Linked DNA regions of Sus scrofa: region 1 is linked to region 2. The links are chromatin contacts, called in public HiChIP or PLAC-seq maps. All regions are on one chromosome and are shown on one strand. Each heading gives the region's core, a stretch centred on a gene start, on an enhancer-like site or on the middle of the called end of the contact. The rest is flanking DNA. Distances are from core to core; before and after follow the strand shown. Region 1 overlaps MLXIP (MLX-interacting protein). Region 2 holds the start of VPS33A (VPS33A, CORVET/HOPS core subunit).

Region 1 (4,026 bases), core at 161-2,660, 120 kb before region 2:
CCCAAAATAGTGCCTGCTCCCAAACCAGAGCCTGTGTCCTTGGTATTGAAGAATGCTCGCATCGCCCCAGGTGAGTCGGGTGGAGGGAAGCAGGTATGGTGTCCCCCTCCCCCACCTGGGATGTTTTCTGTCCCCAAGGCTTGCAAACTTGTGACATGCATATTGTGATGTGAAACAGAAGAGTTATGAAATACTATGTGTGTGTGATCTAGCCTGTTTTTTCTATCCTGTGTCATTCTTTTAAAGTTAGTCTCAACCCAGTTTGAGACTAACACGGTCCTGCCTTGTTACCTCTTTCCGTGGTCTGTAATCTGTCCCCATCCAAGGAGAAGTTACAAAAAGTAGCTTTGTCCAGAGTTCCCTGGTGGCCTACCAGTTAAAGGATCCACTGTGGCTCAGATCATTACTGTGGCATGGGTTCAGTCCTTGGCCCAGGAATTTCTGCATGCCATGGGTGTGGCCAAAAAAACCCCTGGTAGCTTTGTCTGTGCCCTGCAGTGAGGAGGCGATGTCTCAGTGGTGGCAAAGGGGTTGTGTGCTGCTTCTGGTGGCCCCACATGTGACCTGGCCAGGCCCAGGCTCTGGGGTCAGGAGTAGGCCTGAAGCAGACCTCCACCCTCACCTTCCCCTTGTCCTGGCAGCTGCCTTTTCAGGACCGCCACAAGCAGTGATCATGACATCAGGCCCTCTGAAGAGAGAAGGGATGCTGGCTTCCACCGTGTCTCAGTCCAACATGGTCATCACGCCTGCTGCCATTACCAGGGTAAGGGGTCCAGACAGACCCTCAGCATCTTTCCAACCCCAAGGGGCCATCGCCCAGCATGACTATGGTCGGGGGGTGACCTCTATCTCCTGTGTCCCCGTAGGCTCCTGGAGTCACAGAGTTCCATAGCAGCATCCTGGTGACAGACCTTGGTCACAGCACGGGCAGCCAGCCTGCCCCCGTCTCACGGCTCTTCTCTCCAAGCACAGTGCCAGACTCCCTGGTGAAGGGCGAGCAGGCTCCGCTGCACGGGGGTGCGCCCTCGGTCCCTGCCACGGGCCCAAGTGAGTCTTCTCTTCGGTTGGATCGGTCGGGATTGCGTGAGTAGAGTGAATGGGCTGCTCCTGGATTGGGGAGGTGGCCATGCGTGCCCGGGACTGAGCTTGGGCTGCAGGCTTGGCAGTGCGGCGGTCCTGGCAAGGGGAAGGCTCACTGAAGGGAGGACAAACCAGGGGAGCACAGGGTGTTGTGGTCAGGCGGCGCCAGTATGCTCAGCCTCTTTCCGAGAGGCCTGCCTCTGAGCTGCCAGCTTTGACCCACAAAAGGAGTCAGGAGGAGCCCTTGGCGTCAGTTTCCAGAAAGCATGAGCCTGGGGTGGCATCAGCACAGCCCATCAGGCCTCGCAAGTGCCTGCCTTCTTCTTTGGCTTGGCCTTTCATTAGAGCCGAGAGGTCAGGGGAGGCTGTGCTGCTGGGGGTGAAGTGGAGTCAGACGGCACCTCGGAAGGGAGACCAAAGTGTGTTGTGTTTAATAAAACCACCTCTGGTGCAGAGGTGTCTTTCCAATGTAGAGGGGAGGAGTCTCTACCTACAGCGGTCAGACAGAGGGGCTTTTTCCAGGACAGGCCTTGAAGAATAAGGACCCTTATCTGGGAAGATACACAGACTAGCTATGATCTGGGCCTGAGGTACCCTAGGGGGGCTCGGTAAATGTTGCCTTATCCACCAAGGTGTGGATCCCTGGAAGTTCGAAGTGCATGGGGAGAACAGCCAGGTGGAGGGGCCTGAACCCAAGTTGTCCATACTGTGAAGGGGGACAGGGTCCCGAGAGGGTCTGGGCAGGGCTTCCAGGCGTGTCTCCTGAGCTCAGAGCCTGGAGTGCGGCTAGCCAGGCCACACACACAGTTTGCCTCTGTCACATCCTTCTTGGGTAAAAAGAGAGGTGTGTTGGTTTGTTTGGTTGGTTTTTTTCCATTAAAAATTGTGTGGGGATGGGTAAGATCAAAAAAAAGTGTAAGAAAACATACAAGTAGAATTTAAATAACAACAACAAGAAGAACAGACAGCTGCATGCTCGCCACTCAGTGAGAACTAGAACCTTTAGATGCTCAGGGGCCCCTGGAGCCCTAGGTGGCTTTGCAGGAGGCATCAGGAGTGGAGCCTCCTCTCAGCTCCCCTGGACCTGTGACTGCAGAGCTCGGCCAAGATCTGTCCTGAGCCCAGCCCTGCACCCAGCCAGCCTCCCTGAGCAGGCCTAACAGGACCTGCCCCCACCCGGGATGTCAGCCAGGATTTCTCTAGCTTTTGCACTGGGGCTGCTCTGGGAGGTTAAGGGTGGGTTTCTGAGACTCGAGACCTGCCGGGGGTTCCCTTCGTGGGCAAGTCCCCCGTGTGCCTGGGCAGCCTTGTGCCTGAGGGGAGTCTCTGCTCTTCTTAGGTCGAGACTGCCCGAACTCAGGGCAGGCCTCTCCGTGTGCTTCAGAACAGAGCCCCAGCCCTCAGTCTCCCCAGAACAACTGCTCAGGGAAATCTACTGCAGACCTCAAAAATGTGGCTGCTTTAAAGGTACCTCTCAGGTTGTGGTTCACTTGGAAGGATGGGGAGGCAAGGAGAGGCCTATCAAAGGACCTTTGGGACAGCTACGTCTCTTACTTAGAGACACACTGGAAGGAACCACAGGCTCAATGGGAGTCCCACCAAGAGGGGGCAGCATCCGAAACAGGGATGTTTGCTGCTTTAACCTTGAGCTTGTCAGCCCCTCCCATCCCCCATCCACTACCCAGCCCTATGGTGACCTTGCCCTGGGGAGGGGGTGGGGGAGCTGTCAGAACTATGCCTGTGGACCTGTGGATGAGAGGTGTGAGGGTGGCTATGCTTCCTTCTGCAGAGATGGTTTTCTAGAGTCCCACCCTGTCCCCTTCTGGCTCCTGCTAGAGCCTTTTAGCTTTCTGTCACCACCCAACACACACAGAGCTCTCTAGAGGCCGCAGGGTCCTAATCTGCCCCTACTCTGGCCTGCAGGATGGGGTGGGGGTGAGGGGAAGGGTCCCTGTGTGGCAGTGACAGGTTGATTCACCAACAGAACCGGCAGATGAAGCACATTTCAGCTGAGCAGAAGAGACGCTTCAACATCAAGATGGGCTTTGACACCCTGAACAGTTTGATCTCTAATAACACCAAGCTGGTGAGTGGCCTCTAGGGTGGGCAGGGGCACAGACCCTGACCCCTGATCCCTGACCCGGCCGCCCCTTCCAGACCAGCCACGCCATCACGCTGCAGAAGACCGTGGAGTACATCACCAAGCTGCAGCAGGAGCGCAGCCAGATGCAGGAGGAGGCCCGGCGACTTCGAGAGGAAATCGAGGAGCTCAACGCCACCATCCTGTGAGGCTGGGCCGCGGGGGGGTGGGGGGGTGGGGCGGGGCTCGTCCTCCCCTGTTGCTGGCAGGGGCCTCCTCGCTCAGCACTGCTGCTTTTGGCCCTTCTCTGCCCCAGACTTTCCTCGTGGGCCTGCCTGCTCAGCTCCCAGGGCCCACGTTTGCCACCTGCTACACTGAGCTTCCCCCCACTCTTCCTGCCGTTTCAGCTCCTGTCAGCAGCTGCTCCCTGCCACAGGCGTCCCCGTCACCCGACGCCAGTTTGATCACATGAGAGACATGTTTGATGAATATGTGAAAAGCCGGACCCTGCAGAATTGGAAGTTCTGGATTGTATCTTTGGGTTATCTTTGCTTGTCCCCCATTCCTCCCAGTGACACTGGCCTTTCAGTTTCTTTAGAAAGATATTCTGAATGGTCATTATTGAGTTTGTCAAGACAGGTGATTCTCGTTTCTGTCTCAAGAGAGAAGGGCCTGGACAGGCCTGCAGCGTGGAGCGAGCTGTCCTTGGTGACTATCCAGGCTTGGGGCTTCCTGGGGACACAAAACAGGCCAGCTTTGTGCTCTGGGTCCTTGAGAAATCAAGACAGTGCCGAGCCGCTTGCAGAAGCAGTATGGTGGGAAGGAGGTGGGATCTGGTCTAAAGTACCTGGCACCAGCCCTGTCCT
Region 2 (3,802 bases), core at 436-2,935:
GCTCAGTTCCTCTGACAAAACATTTTGCAACACTACAGCACAATAGGTGTTACAACCAGGATACTGAATTGACATAATCCATGCTCTCATTCAGATTTCAGCATCATTTCCCGACTTTTAACTGAGCACCTAGGACTTTGCCTGCTTTTGTCTTCTCTCAATGGCTGCTAGCACCTACTCTACCTCTTGGGGTCCCATTCTTTTTTTTTTTTTTTTTTCTTTTTCTTTTTAGGCCTGCACTTGTGGCATATGGAAGTTCCCAGGCCAGGGGTGCAACTGGAGCTGCAGCTGCAGGCCTATGCTACAGCCACAACGTGGGATCCTTAACCCACTGAGCAGGGCCAGGGATCCAACTCACATCCTCATGGATGCTAGTCAGGTTCCTTACCTCTGGGCCACAAAAGGAACTCCACAGAGTGCTATTCTTTCTAATATTCGTTTCAGAGTTTTCCCAATTTTCCTTTTCTCTTCAGAGCTTTATTGCCAGTTACTTTATGGGGACTGATAAATCATAAGGAGAGAGGGTCAAGGTAATACCACTTAAACGAAATGCTGGGAAGTCCCTTACCTACTATGTTTCCCATTCCATTGTGAGCTGGATGCTAATTAATGTCTAACTGGAAGTTCCCATGTGGTGCAGCGGTTAAAGAGCTGGCATTGTCACTGCAGGGCTCACGCTGCTGCTGTGGTGAAAGTTTGATCCCTGGCTCAAAAACTTCCACATGCCCCAGGGTGGCCAGGAAAAAAAAAAAAATGTCTAACAGGAGAAACAATTCTGTTTCGAGAGGCTGACGTTAAAAACCTCAAATGCTGGAGTTCCCGTCATGGCGCAGTGGTTAACGAATCCGACTAGGAACCATGAGGTTGAGGGTTTGGTCCCTGCCCTTGCTCAGTGGGTTAAGGATCTGGCGTTGCCGTGAGCTGTGGTGTAGATTGCAGACGCGGCTCGGATCCTGCGTTGCTGTGGCTCTGGCGTAGGCTGGTGGCCACAGCTCTGATTAGACCCCTAGCCTGGGAACCTCCATATGCCGCGGGAGCGGTCAAAGAAATAGCAAAAAGACAAAAAAAAAAAAAAAAAAACCCTCAAATGCTACCACTTCTCATAATCCATGTGAAGAAAAGGTTGTAAGACAGTGGTGCTTCAGACTTTCAAAGGTATGGTTTCTAACCACACGTATGATCTTTGTAATGAATGGACACTGGATCATCTACGTCCTCGGGCCGGCCCGCCTCAACAGTGTGTAGGGGTGGGGGTGGCACCGGATTCGCCCCTCTGGACCTGAATGGCACTGACACAAGCTGATTCGTGAGGGACTAAGGTAGCACAGTGGCTTATTCCGCTTCCACGAAACAATCGCGATGCCACGCAGAATCCAGGCTGGATGCCCCAGGCCCCACCAGCTGTCCCCTCTCCCCGCCTCATCATACCCGCCGGCTCTCCTCTCTGGAAGCCCCAGGGGACCTCGTACACCCGGAGCTCAGGCGGTCAAGGACCGGGTTAGGCCAAGTCGGACGGCGCTGGAGGGCGGTGTCGCCGCGCACTGTCCCTCACCTTGCTTCCCGCGCACTTGTCCAGGAACTCTCGCAGCTCGCGACGCACCGCCTCGCGCAGCACGTTCAGGTTAACTCGCCCATAGGATAGGTGCGCCGCCATCTTGCCCCACCGCCCCCTACTCCCCCCTCGATCCAACTGAATCGGCTTTTCCCCAGCAGAGCCCACGGGCGCAGTCACGTGACGGCGTGTTCACGTGACCCGGGCCGCCGACCTTACGCCAAACCCGGAAACTAGAATCGTCAGCTGTCTGCCGCTTTCTTGGCCCTAACGCCCGCCGCTTTATTCTACCTCTTGGGTTCTGAGGCTTTTTAAGACCACAGCCTCAGTCCAGGAGCTGTTGAGCGCTGAGAGCTGTGTTTAAGGATAGAGTCTGGGTCTTACTCATCTCGTTGAAAAATCGAGAGACTTTCTTCAGAGCAGCAAGCATACCGCTGCAAAATGGTAACCAAGCTGAGCTTGAATGGAAATCTTTTCGATTTATAGCTATCGAAAGGGCCTGAGCTTTGTTCTTTCGGTTTGTCGGCTACAGTCTACAAAAATGGCTAAGGGCCGCGGGAACTTTGAGTGACTTGTCCCTTTAGCTCTTCCTAATAGACTTTTGTGTGATGTGTAGTATTTCACACAAACGGTATCCGACGTGGAATCCAGGTAAAATTCTTGTGAATTACGAGGATGAAAGAAGATGTAATTTACATGGTATAATTTATGTAAAAGGCTTAGTGCGCCTGTAATTTAACAATTGTTCAATAAATAACATTAGGAAGATATATGTTTTTCAGTACTTTGAGGTGAAAAAGGCTTGAAAATGTTTGGTCTTGCCTGGTTTCCTTCAATCCTTCATACAATGTTACGAAGAAAGGACGCGAAGCAATTACATGGAGTATACGAAAGCGATGAGTGGAATTTGAGGATGATAATCAGTCATACATACTAAGATACTTATACTCTCAATGTCTTGATTCTATCAAAGACATTTAGATTTTAAAAGAACTTGTTTCCATACATGCAGAGTGTTTCATGCCTTAATTCTCAACCCGATTTTCACCGTGGTTCTCAACCTGTATCCCAGACTCTTCTCACATGTGCAGGGTTTTTGTTCAACTGAGAATTACATATTGTAGCACCATCTGTGAGAGTGAACTTTGAGCTCAGCAGGCCATGTCATGAACTGTTAAATGAGAGCACAACTATGTTGAGAGGTAAAAATATCCACAGTTAGTGAAGTCATGCTTGGGTGCAAATGAGCAAAACTAGAATAAAGGATCCTCCTCAAACAGATCTGGCAGCTGCAGAAGGTGCAACTTAGGTTGCAACTGCAGCTCAGATCTGACCCCTGGTCTGGGAACTCAGGTGCCCTTGTGACAAAAACCAAAAAACTCACCGTCAGGATGCTAGATGGTTATCAACAGACCTTCTACTTGTGTAAGACCCAATGTTTGGAGACATTGCTACAGTACTGCAGTTGCCCTAGAAACATTGCAGACTTTAGTGTTAGTTTGAGGCTTTTTTCTTTTTAAAATGCATTTTTATTGAGATATAATTGACATATAACATTATATTAGCTTTAGGTATACAACATAATGATTTCTGTATACACTGTGAAATGATGACCACAATAAGTGTAGTTGAGTCTTTTCATCAGTTTAGTCAATGCTGTAGTCAAGGACTACTATCAGGGTATTTTTTTTTTTTAAAGGTCAAAGTAATGTTCAGCTAGTAACTCTACTCTGGATTAATATCTACCTGTGGTGGAGTCAGAACTCATAAAACAGATGCTCGGTTCATTTGTCATTTTGGTAAACATCACAGCAATTTTCACCAGTTTCTTCGCAAAACTTCATGCATCAATATGTAGTTGGTTGTACCTGGTGCCACTTACATGTAATGAGAGTGTGACATAGCAATGGATAAGCACCTTGGGTATTTATTTTATGCTGAATGGGTCATAGAATGCTTTGAGATAACTTCTTAAAAGCTGTTTATCAACAAACGGCAGTAGAAATTGCTATTTGGATCTACAGTGCTTGTTCATTTGTAGAAAAACCATTACGACAAATAAACCTGAGAATAATACCAGTTTACTACCACTGGCAAAAAAGAATAACCCTTTATTAATGTAGATACAGAACACTTGTTTGCTCAAATTTTAATACTGCTTTACACATAGTTTGTGAAACAGTTCCTATTCATGTTTATAACCAAAAATTTGAACTGATTACAGGTTTATCTTTCACTTGTCAAACACAT

The links. HiChIP or PLAC-seq counts read pairs in DNA pulled down with a chosen protein or histone mark.
Region 1: an H3K27ac HiChIP or PLAC-seq map of skeletal muscle shows a contact between it and region 2, with 4 times the contacts expected there. The contact joins the enhancer-like site here to the promoter of VPS33A in region 2. A contact is called at or near these places in 5 of 5 promoter capture datasets (fetal liver, fetal skeletal muscle, liver and 1 more), 20 of 47 Hi-C or Micro-C datasets (alveolar macrophages, blood, brain and 11 more) and 2 of 2 datasets of contacts at active chromatin or transcription factors (alveolar macrophages and skeletal muscle).

What each region holds. Positions count from the first base shown.
Region 1 is chr14:30,581,670-30,585,695 of Sscrofa11.1, reverse strand. MLXIP (MLX-interacting protein) reads left to right here. Exons shown (of 17, transcript XM_021073760.1): 9 at 1-70; 10 at 642-763; 11 at 867-1,083; 12 at 2,420-2,547; 13 at 3,065-3,166; 14 at 3,238-3,365; 15 at 3,568-3,691. Among named protein-coding and RNA genes, the nearest start is that of IL31, 30 kb to the right of the region's middle. Within about 2 kb of position 1,410, at least 1 of the 83 cell types and tissues checked has an H3K27ac peak or open chromatin away from gene starts, as enhancers often do. A contact at or near this core is called in skeletal muscle, where this site is marked.
Region 2 is chr14:30,466,931-30,470,732 of Sscrofa11.1, reverse strand. It overlaps VPS33A (VPS33A, CORVET/HOPS core subunit), which reads right to left and starts at 1,685. Exons shown (of 13, transcript NM_001098604.1): 1 at 1,553-1,685. The coding sequence starts at 1,654. It overlaps CLIP1 (CAP-Gly domain-containing linker protein 1), which reads right to left. Exons shown (of 26, transcript XM_021072961.1): 26 at 3,638-3,802.